Linked DNA regions of Gossypium arboreum: region 2 is linked to region 1. Evidence: chromatin contacts called from public Hi-C data. All regions are on one chromosome and are shown on one strand. Each heading gives the region's core, a stretch centred on a gene start, on an enhancer-like site or on the middle of the called end of the contact. The rest is flanking DNA. Distances are from core to core; before and after follow the strand shown.

Region 1 (4,606 bases), core at 1,228-3,727:
CTCCCCAAAAACATAATCCTCAAAATAAATTTATGGTAGAATCTCAAATGTTTTGATATAATGTTTCATCATAGAATAAAGTCACTATCTGGAACAACCTGGAAAAGAGGAATTTACTAGATCAAAGTGTCTCGAGAAAGGCCACTTTATATCCCTCCTCTTGATTTTGAATGGGGATATTGTTATACCCCTATCCACATTAAGATATGGCAAGCGAAGAAGATATCTAAATAGTAAGTCTACCACTAGTGGCAAGTTGGAAGATCACTTACAAGCTCACCCTTTCGGAATAACTATTTGAGCAATGGATGTCCTAATTGTCATTAGGAACATGAAGCCATTGGTCACCAAACATCACATGGGCCCAACTATTTTATCCTAGCAAAATCAGAATAAACGATAAAATTTTTTCTGTTACAGACATCCTCATCCCGTCAAAGACATCCCTCCCACGCATTTCGTAATGAAGGTTAGATGAAAGTCCAACACGTTAGCACCATCTTATACGAGACCCCTACCTTTAAATTGCTAGAGTATGCCCAAAGAGCAATCATAAGATGATTGTAATCATATACTTGTTTTACCTTATTTGTTAATATAAGGCATTGTCATTGTTATTTCAGTTTCTTTTTCTATGTGTATAGATAAACTGATTAATAATAAAGTCTTGAGAATAATATGATTATTCTTAAAAGGTTCTTAGTCAAGTATTATTGTAGGCTTGGACAATGATAATGCATTGAGGCTAATGTGTAGTTGATTGATGACAAAGTATTGTCATTGACAGAGGGATGTCAAAATTGATACATGAGTATGTGTTAGAGAACAACATACTGGAATGACCCGCTATGATTATGTTTCTTGGATTATTATTTAATAGTCACAACATTACTCATAGTGATAACTATATATATAATCCTCAGACTTGAGATTATCATTGTCTCATCATCTTGAGTCGTATATTTTGACACACTCAAATGTCTACCATAACAGGTTATACTATAAAAACTGATGTTGGGTATACCACAATCTATGTAGTGGGATATGCTTGATCAAGATAGGATTTGTTCCTCCTACATAATGGAAGCAATATCTTAAGCCTCTTGATGGAGTGAGATTAGAAATGCATGGTCAGGCTCAAATAAGTTGATATGAGATATCACACTTATTTGTTTATTGTAGCCTACTCAGAATATCAAGAAATATGATTTTGGACTATACAAGTATAACTATTCCATGACTTGTGTCCAATCTAGATATTAAGGATAAAAGGATATAATACATGAAAAATTATCACAGAGAGGTTATGTCGAATTTCGACTTCTTATACTTTGGGTAGCAATAATGCATTGCTAGTGCCACTCATTGTTTGTAATATTAGAAACGTTCTAGTATTACTACTAGCGTTACAAGAGCCTCAATGTCACACCCTATAGTAGAAACGAACAGAATCTAAATACATTTGATATTGTATTTAGTTGTCACATGAATTGAATTAATTATTGAATTGAATTAATTTGATAGTTAAATATTGAACATGTTATATGTACAAACTTATTGTACACAAATAGAGAATATAGATAAAATTAATATATGAATTTGATTCATATAAAATATTAATTATATATAGTTTACCAAATTATTAATATAAAAATTATAATAATTAATTTCATCAAAATATAAAAGACATGAAAATGGATATTCTTTAGGAAAGCATATATATTTTTTCTCAATTTCCATTTATTTCTCTAATAATAAGGAATAATCTTTTTTTCTTGATTTATGATATCAAAGAAAATAAAAGGAATATAATCCCTTAGTATGTTAGGGTTAAAAAAAAAATAAATCAAAAGGTCTAGCAGCCATTATTAAAAATTCTCTTTGAAAAGTTAAGAGAGTTTTTGTTGTTCGTTCTTTGACTGGATGGATTACATAGAGGTCGAGACGTTATTATTACTAGTAGTTGCTTTTTTAGTTTCAAAAGGTATAATTTCGATCATTATTTCAACCCAATTCATTCCTTGTACATGGATCCATGGCTGATGATCGTCGGAATTTTTTTCCATTGCGCCATACCGACAATCCAACATAAATACCTTAAAGTACAACGAAGAAATGATCGACTCTTCAAGAATACTAAGTCTACACCCTGTCAACACTCTTACAACGAAGAAATGATCGACTCTTCAAGAATACTAAGTCTACACCCTGTCAACACTCTTTTAACCATAAACCTTTATGCTATTTTTATTACCACTCTTCATAACCTTTGTCTCTCCGCTCCGATTGAGTGAAACAACCTCCTCAAGAGTCACTCACTCCTTTAAACTCCTCCCTTGTTGTACACAATATCAACAATCATTTATTAATGTATATTTAATTATAAATTTGAACTTTTTGAATTTTGGATAAAATTTATCTTGGGCTCATACTTGAATTGTTATAAAGCTTGCATTATTAAGAGTTCGTGCTAAGATTGGCCTTGAGATGGAATAATTTTGAGCTCGAGTTTAGATTTTTTTTTTCTTTTTTATTTATATTCTAGAATTCAAACATCGGGCTCCAATCGTTGAGCACGGAATAAACGTGCTTTCTAGGTCTAATTTGTCCTGCTCTGTTTTGGCAGCGATAATAGTGGGTCATGGGAGCGCCATATTGTCATCCGGAATATGGCTTTTCTATCTCATAAAATAGTACCTATCTTTCCCCTTCCGATCAAAAGATAAAACGACCAGGGCCACAGAATTCCTTTCTTGGTCGCCTATCCATCGGTGGCAGTCAGCTGCTCATGGCCGCAAATCAAGAAGCAGAACCGTCATGGCAGGAACTGCTTGGTAGCAAAAACTGGGACTCGCTGCTGGATCCTCTTCACTTCTCACTTCGCAAACTCATCCTCCGCTGCGGTGACTTCTGCCAGGCCACATATGACGCCTTCAACAACGACCAAAATTCCAAGTTCTGCGGTTCAAGCCGCTATGGCAAGTCCTCTTTCTTCGACAAAGTAATGCTGGAATCTGCCTCCGATTACAAAGTAGAATCGTTTCTCTATGCCACTGCTCACGTCACTCTCCCTCAAGCCTTTTTGCTCCACTCCAGGTCAAGGGAGTCCTGGGACCGCGAAACAAACTGGATTGGCTACATCGCCACGACGTCCGATGAAACATCGAAAGCTCTGGGTCGCCGCGATATCTACGTAGTGTGGCGAGGAACTACCAGAGACTACGAGTGGGTTAATGTTCTTGACGCAAAGCTTGAGCCCATAGAGCCCCTTTTGCGAGTCGACGGAAGTAGCAACAAGGAAATGGGTGATAGTAGCAGTGACAGTGACAGTGACAGTGATAATGAAAATGAGAAGCCGAAAGTGATGCTTGGTTGGCTGACGATTTACATTTCTGATGATCCCAAATCGCCTTTTACAAAATTAAGTGCAAGGGAGCAACTTTTGGGTAAGATAAAAGAGTTGAAAGAGAGATATAAAAATGAAAATCTAAGCATAGTGTTCACTGGGCATAGTTTGGGGGCTAGTTTAGCGGTTTTAAGTGCTTTTGATGTAGTTGAGAATGGTTTAGTGGACAATATTCCTGTGGCAGCTTTTGCTTTCGGTTGTCCACAAGTGGGGAATAAGGCCTTTAATGACAGGATGAAAAGGTATCCAAATCTTACAGTTCTGCATACAAAGAACATAATTGATGTCATTCCTCACTACCCTAGCGTGTTGTTGGGGTACGTTTATACGGGGACTGAACTGGTAATCGATACCAGGAAGTCTCCAAGCTTGAAGGACTCAAAGAATCCCAGTGATTGGCATAATTTACAGGCAATATTGCACATTGTAGCAGGGTGGAATGGACAGGAAGGAGAGTTTGAGCTGAAAGTGAAGAGAAGTTTGGCTTTGGTGAACAAGTCTTGTGCGTTTCTAAAAGATGAGTGCTTGGTGCCGGGTTCATGGTGGGTGGAGAAGAACAAAGGGCTTGTGAGAAATGAAGATGGGGAGTGGGTAATGGTTCCAGCAACCGATGAAGACTTGCCTACACCTGAAGCTTAAATGCATTTGGATTACCGTCTTTGGCTACGAATACCTTTATTTGGTCTATTTTTCTTCCTTTCGTTATGTTCTATTTTGTTAACTTTGCATGTTACTTGTATGTCTTGGTCTACTCGAAGGAGATTAGGGATGGTGATTGCTGCAAATACATGAGATCAAGTGCTATCATCCAGTATAAAATGTATCTGTCTGATGCTAAATTTAGTAATCTGTCGAATAAGTTGCTGCTTTTTTTTGGGTATAAAATAATAGAATTTATATTTGATACTTAAGTTATCCTATAAATTTATATATTGAAAGTGAATTAGGTAATAAGATTAAATTAATAAAATATTATTATTTGATTAAGTTTTGCCAACAATTTCTTGAACTAGTGATAAGAGTATTATATTATAGGTAAGAGGTTAGGTTTGATTTTATTTTTTTAAATGTGCTAGGTTTAAAAACTCCACAAACAAATTCATCAAAAAAACAAGCAAATAGAGTGATTGGTTGACAAGTGTATTATATGAAATATTAGAAAACAAATATTTAAAAAGAAAAACACATGGCAATAATTTC
Region 2 (4,606 bases), core at 1,441-3,940, 160 kb after region 1:
ACGAATGAGAGAAAAGGTTACCTTACATTTATTTCTAAAAATGACGCACAAGAATAAGAAAATTACAATAGTTGGAATGAGCAAATCAAATTTGTTCAAACAAATTAAAATTTACAGTTGAATTATGATATCATTATTTTCTCTTATTGCTCATCACAGAAAAAGGAGTTGGTTAGGGTGGAAAACAAATGGTTTTCCATCTTCCTGCCTAAATTCACTAAAAAACAGCTGCATAGAGTAAACTGTTCCAAGTATCTGGCACACCTGGAAGGCACCAATGGCTACAGTCAGTCCCGCCGTCCATGCCTCTGTATGCCGACGGGTGTGCATCTTTTCGGTACTGAGAGAGTCCGGTAACGTCGAGCAAAAACACCGGTTTCTTAATCCTACTCAGGACCTTCTTCACAACAACCCAAGCCATGGGTGTGCCTCCTGGGTATCTCATCCCAAAGAATGGTTGTGTCTGTCCGGAGCAGGACTCTGTTGGCTTGTTCCAATCCTTTCCCCTGCAATTCACATGTTTCATTTTTATTTAAAGATGTATACATTGATAAAAGATATAGAAAGTGATGTTGGTTGCCTACTCATAATGGGTTGGAGAAATGCCCTGGAAAAAAACCTTGGTTTTCAAAGGATCCACATTGCGGTTCACCCATCTAGCCCACGTTGTTAATCCTTTGTAAAAAGCAACCATACGGTTCATGTCTTTCCACGTTTTCCCACCGTCTTCTATGTAATCAAATCTGCACCAAATCCGCATCACATTATTTACCATTATCTTTTATAATCTTCTATCATTTTAGTTACTAAACTAGATTTCAGGCGTTACTATCATAAATAAAATAATGGCAACACAACGACAGGGTTGGTGTTTTATTCCCGTCCCTTATAGACAATGCACATGTGTTATTTTATCAACATCAGTCTTTTTTTATTCTGGTTGAAAGGAAAAAAGGGATCCTACGGTTGGGTTCTTCCAGTGTGGGTCCACCAGTGCCACGTGTTAAAGATCAGCATGTCCACTCCTTTCCATGAATCACCGCCCCTGATTGAGTCCAGCTTCAACACTCTTCCATACTTCTGGTTCACTATGTCAACCAGGTACGGCGTTCTATACAGCATTATATTCACATCATAATCCTGACCATAATTCAAATTTCAGTTTTATTATTTAGAAAATTAAAAATAACATTTTTATGTAATTATTTCATTGGTGATATTAAATTTGACTATTATAACTATCAAATTCAGTTGTATACATGTACATTATCATTTAAATATAGCAACTAAAATTCTAATTTTTCGAAATATAGGCACTAATAACAAAAGAAAAAAAAAAAACGTCATCCGGAAATCGAAATGTTAAAATAAAGGAAGGGTGCAGTAAACTTAAGATCTTGACATGTGATGTCCCGGTCTAAAGTAAGGGCGTCCACCAATCACGCTCCACTTTTAATGCACACTTACCTATCTCCGTTATTAGTTTTCAACAACAAAACAGCTACTCCTCAGATTTGCCTTTTCCTAAAGCTAATATATTAATCCTCTACTAAAACATTTATGTTCAACCATTTTTAACATTCAGAGTGAAAATCTATATAATTTTGAAGCCTCCAAAATAGAGTCGTAGCAAACTTTGACAACTGTAGCACCAAGTTTATGGGAAGTACTCTTTTGTCCTAATTCATGTTTATAAAAATCTACTTCAATTTTACTTTCAATATATTTATTCTTAAAAGTTTTTAAGTAGTCAAAATTTTACTGCCCATTTTAAACCAAGGATTATAATTACTATTCCTTTCCACCCATGCACCGAAAAAAGGATTTGAAATCCAAGAAAATCAAAAGGCAACAAGATTGAAAAAGATAAAGGAGATGACAGACATGAATGCATGCCACAGCCCAGATTCAAAGCAATCATTGTAACTAAAAAATATATATATTCTAAGTGTACAAGAAGCATAGCAAGAAATCAAAAACTGACCAGAAAGGTAACTGAAGTAAGACCATCTCGTTTGATGTATGAAATCTGGGAATTTGGAACCCAGGCCTGAATCATACATGTCAAAGACTGGAATTGATTCAAGCTGAGTGAGTCACCCACGAACATGATCTTCTTTCCTCTCCATTTCCTCAAGAAATACAGCCCATTGAACCTAATATTCCAAACTTTATACTCCTATATACATATAGGGTGTAATTGTAATTATAATGAATGGTAAGCAAGCTGACCTGGGGAGACTGCAGGAGAAGGGTTGCCATCGGTATTTCAGATACGTGTTATCAGGTCGACCATATTTTTGGCAGTCGAATTCACCCTCGATGAAGGGGCACTTGTAGGGGTCGTAGAGAGGATAGGAAGGGTCATAAACCCACTTGCCTCTGAACCAGTTGCAGTTAGAAGCTAAGCTTCTGGTTCTGCCACTGGCATTGGTATTATTTATGGCATTGAAATCCTCACCTTTTGTTGGTGAGTGCTGTAAAAGAAAAAACAATAAGACTAAGAGAGAGAAGCGGAAGAGGAGCAGTAAACCCATACCCAGAGGTTGGGTTTTGTTGGGTTAATTCGCTGCCTCAAACTGTTAAGGAGAAAGGGACGAGTGGTGAAGGAAAAGTTGTCTGCCCATCACACCTTATATAAAGAGGGAAAGAGAGAGAAAGAAAGTAATGAAAAAAAAAGAAAAAAGCTTCACATGGAACAGTACTCAAACTCCATGTCATATGTGCCAGAAGTTTTTTTTTTAGTTTTTAGTTTATTTATTTATTTATTTTTGGATTATCGTGGATATTTTCTTTTAGGTAAATCTTTGATACTTAGGTACATTACCACTTCACTTTTTTTTTTAATTCTATAAATCTAATTAAAATTATTGCATATTATATTTTAAATTGTCCGGTATTCACATTAATAATTTAAATTTAAATCATAGTTATACCAAAAATTATTATTATATATCCTAGTTGTTTATATATGATTTCCTAAATCTGAAATGAGTAAATGAATTTATTTTTAAAAATTTTAGATGAAATAGATTTATATGTATCAATAAATATTTAATGTAATTATAAGATGAATTATATTTTAAGGAAAAATATAAATTTAAACTTTAAAGATAATATTATTATTTAGAATAGATACAAATTGTAAACATAAAAGATACTAAAAAAATTACTTATCAAATAATTTTATTTTGTTTCAATAAAAATCTATTTATCTTCAAAACAAGAATAGTGAAATGTTTGGATGGATTGTGCTCCCTTGCGCCAGGTGGGGATAGATCCAAACACTTTGAAAAATTAGGAGGTATGGCATTATGAGATTTTTTTTATTTTTTATTTTGTTATTATTAAAAATAATGGAATCACACTTTTCCCTATCAGAGGAGACAAAAGTATAACAATACAAAATTAAGCCCTCTGCTTTCAAAGGTTTCTTTTTTTCCAAGTTGATGATACAAAGTCACTTTTCTTATTCTCTTCCATTTTCTTATAATTTGTTCTTTACAAACAATCAAAATCTAAAAACACCTCAACAAAATAAAATAAGATATATGAAAAACCATCATTACTACATCCTATTATGGTTTTCTACTTGCATACGTCCCATTGTTAATTGTTCATTTAACGGAAAAAAAACTTGTTTGGTAAAATATGCCAAAGTGCAATTCATATAATGTAAGAGCTGTATCACTTTTATCCTCGTTAAGACACCATTGATTGTGTCTTCATATCAACTCCATCATGATTAATTGTTAGTTTTTGTTCACCAGAAAAGGGAAAATGTTAGTTACAATGTTCATATATATTCACAAAGGCCCAACCAGAAAAGGCATTAATTACTTTCACAAATTTATTATGTTACTTTCTATTATCGATCCAAAATTTGAATATAACTTGAATTGTCGACCCGCGACTTGAGTCTGCGCCCTACAAGGTGGATACATTAAGGACTCGCGAGGAGGGCTCGCAAGCCAAGTTCCTATGTTCTTGGGTGTTTGCGTTTGCAAACAGAGGATGCGAAGTCAAGTGAGTTGACTGACAGACACGTATTAAGTCTAGGATAATATACGTGTTAGTGTGCATGGAGCATACTTAAGACGTCATTTCAATGAACAGTAATTGTATCTTACAAATACTCGATTCTCCCCATCATGAGGACACACCACAAAAACACTCAACAATTTGTTGTGATGAACTTGAACAGACTTCTAATCATCAAATTTTCTTTCAGTTTGTAATAACTACAATGGCTTTCCCAGACAAAAATTTTCTTGTCAACTTTTCATCAGGACAAGCTAGAGCTTCGAGGGCAAGTGGCCAACCCACCAAAGCAAACTTGTTTGTCAGTTGGTTTGCTGACCAATCGAAAAATTTGGGTGCCTCAAACTCCTTTGATTTGAATTTTCCTTTAGGCTAGGGGTTACCATTCTCTTCTGGTTAAAAAACATCATCGCAGCAATTTCTCGCTCTTCAGGAGAAAATGGCCCTACAAAACGTGAGGTTCGAGTAGCAGCAAACGTTTCATCAAGAACTCTTAAAGCAGAATGAAGAGCTCATAAGAAAGGTACAATCTGACAACTCTGATATTCATGACAATGTAGCCATG

What was found. A called contact is a pair of places that touch in the nucleus more often than the background predicts.
Region 2: a contact with region 1 is called in a Hi-C map of leaf, with 2.2 times the contacts expected there. The contact joins the promoter of LOC108469763 here to the promoter of LOC108474828 in region 1. A contact is called at or near these places in 2 of 5 Hi-C or Micro-C datasets (both in leaf).

Annotation. Positions count from the first base shown.
Region 1 is chr10:27,851,030-27,855,635 of ASM2569848v2, forward strand. It overlaps LOC108474828 (phospholipase A1-IIdelta), which reads left to right and starts at 2,478. Exons shown (of 1, transcript XM_017776852.2): 1 at 2,478-4,312. The coding sequence starts at 2,789. The coding sequence ends at 4,045.
Region 2 is chr10:28,012,229-28,016,834 of ASM2569848v2, forward strand. LOC108469763 (protein trichome birefringence-like 39) reads right to left here and starts at 2,691. Exons shown (of 5, transcript XM_053019628.1): 1 at 2,233-2,691; 2 at 1,985-2,156; 3 at 965-1,140; 4 at 620-743; 5 at 6-506. The coding sequence starts at 2,537. The coding sequence ends at 387.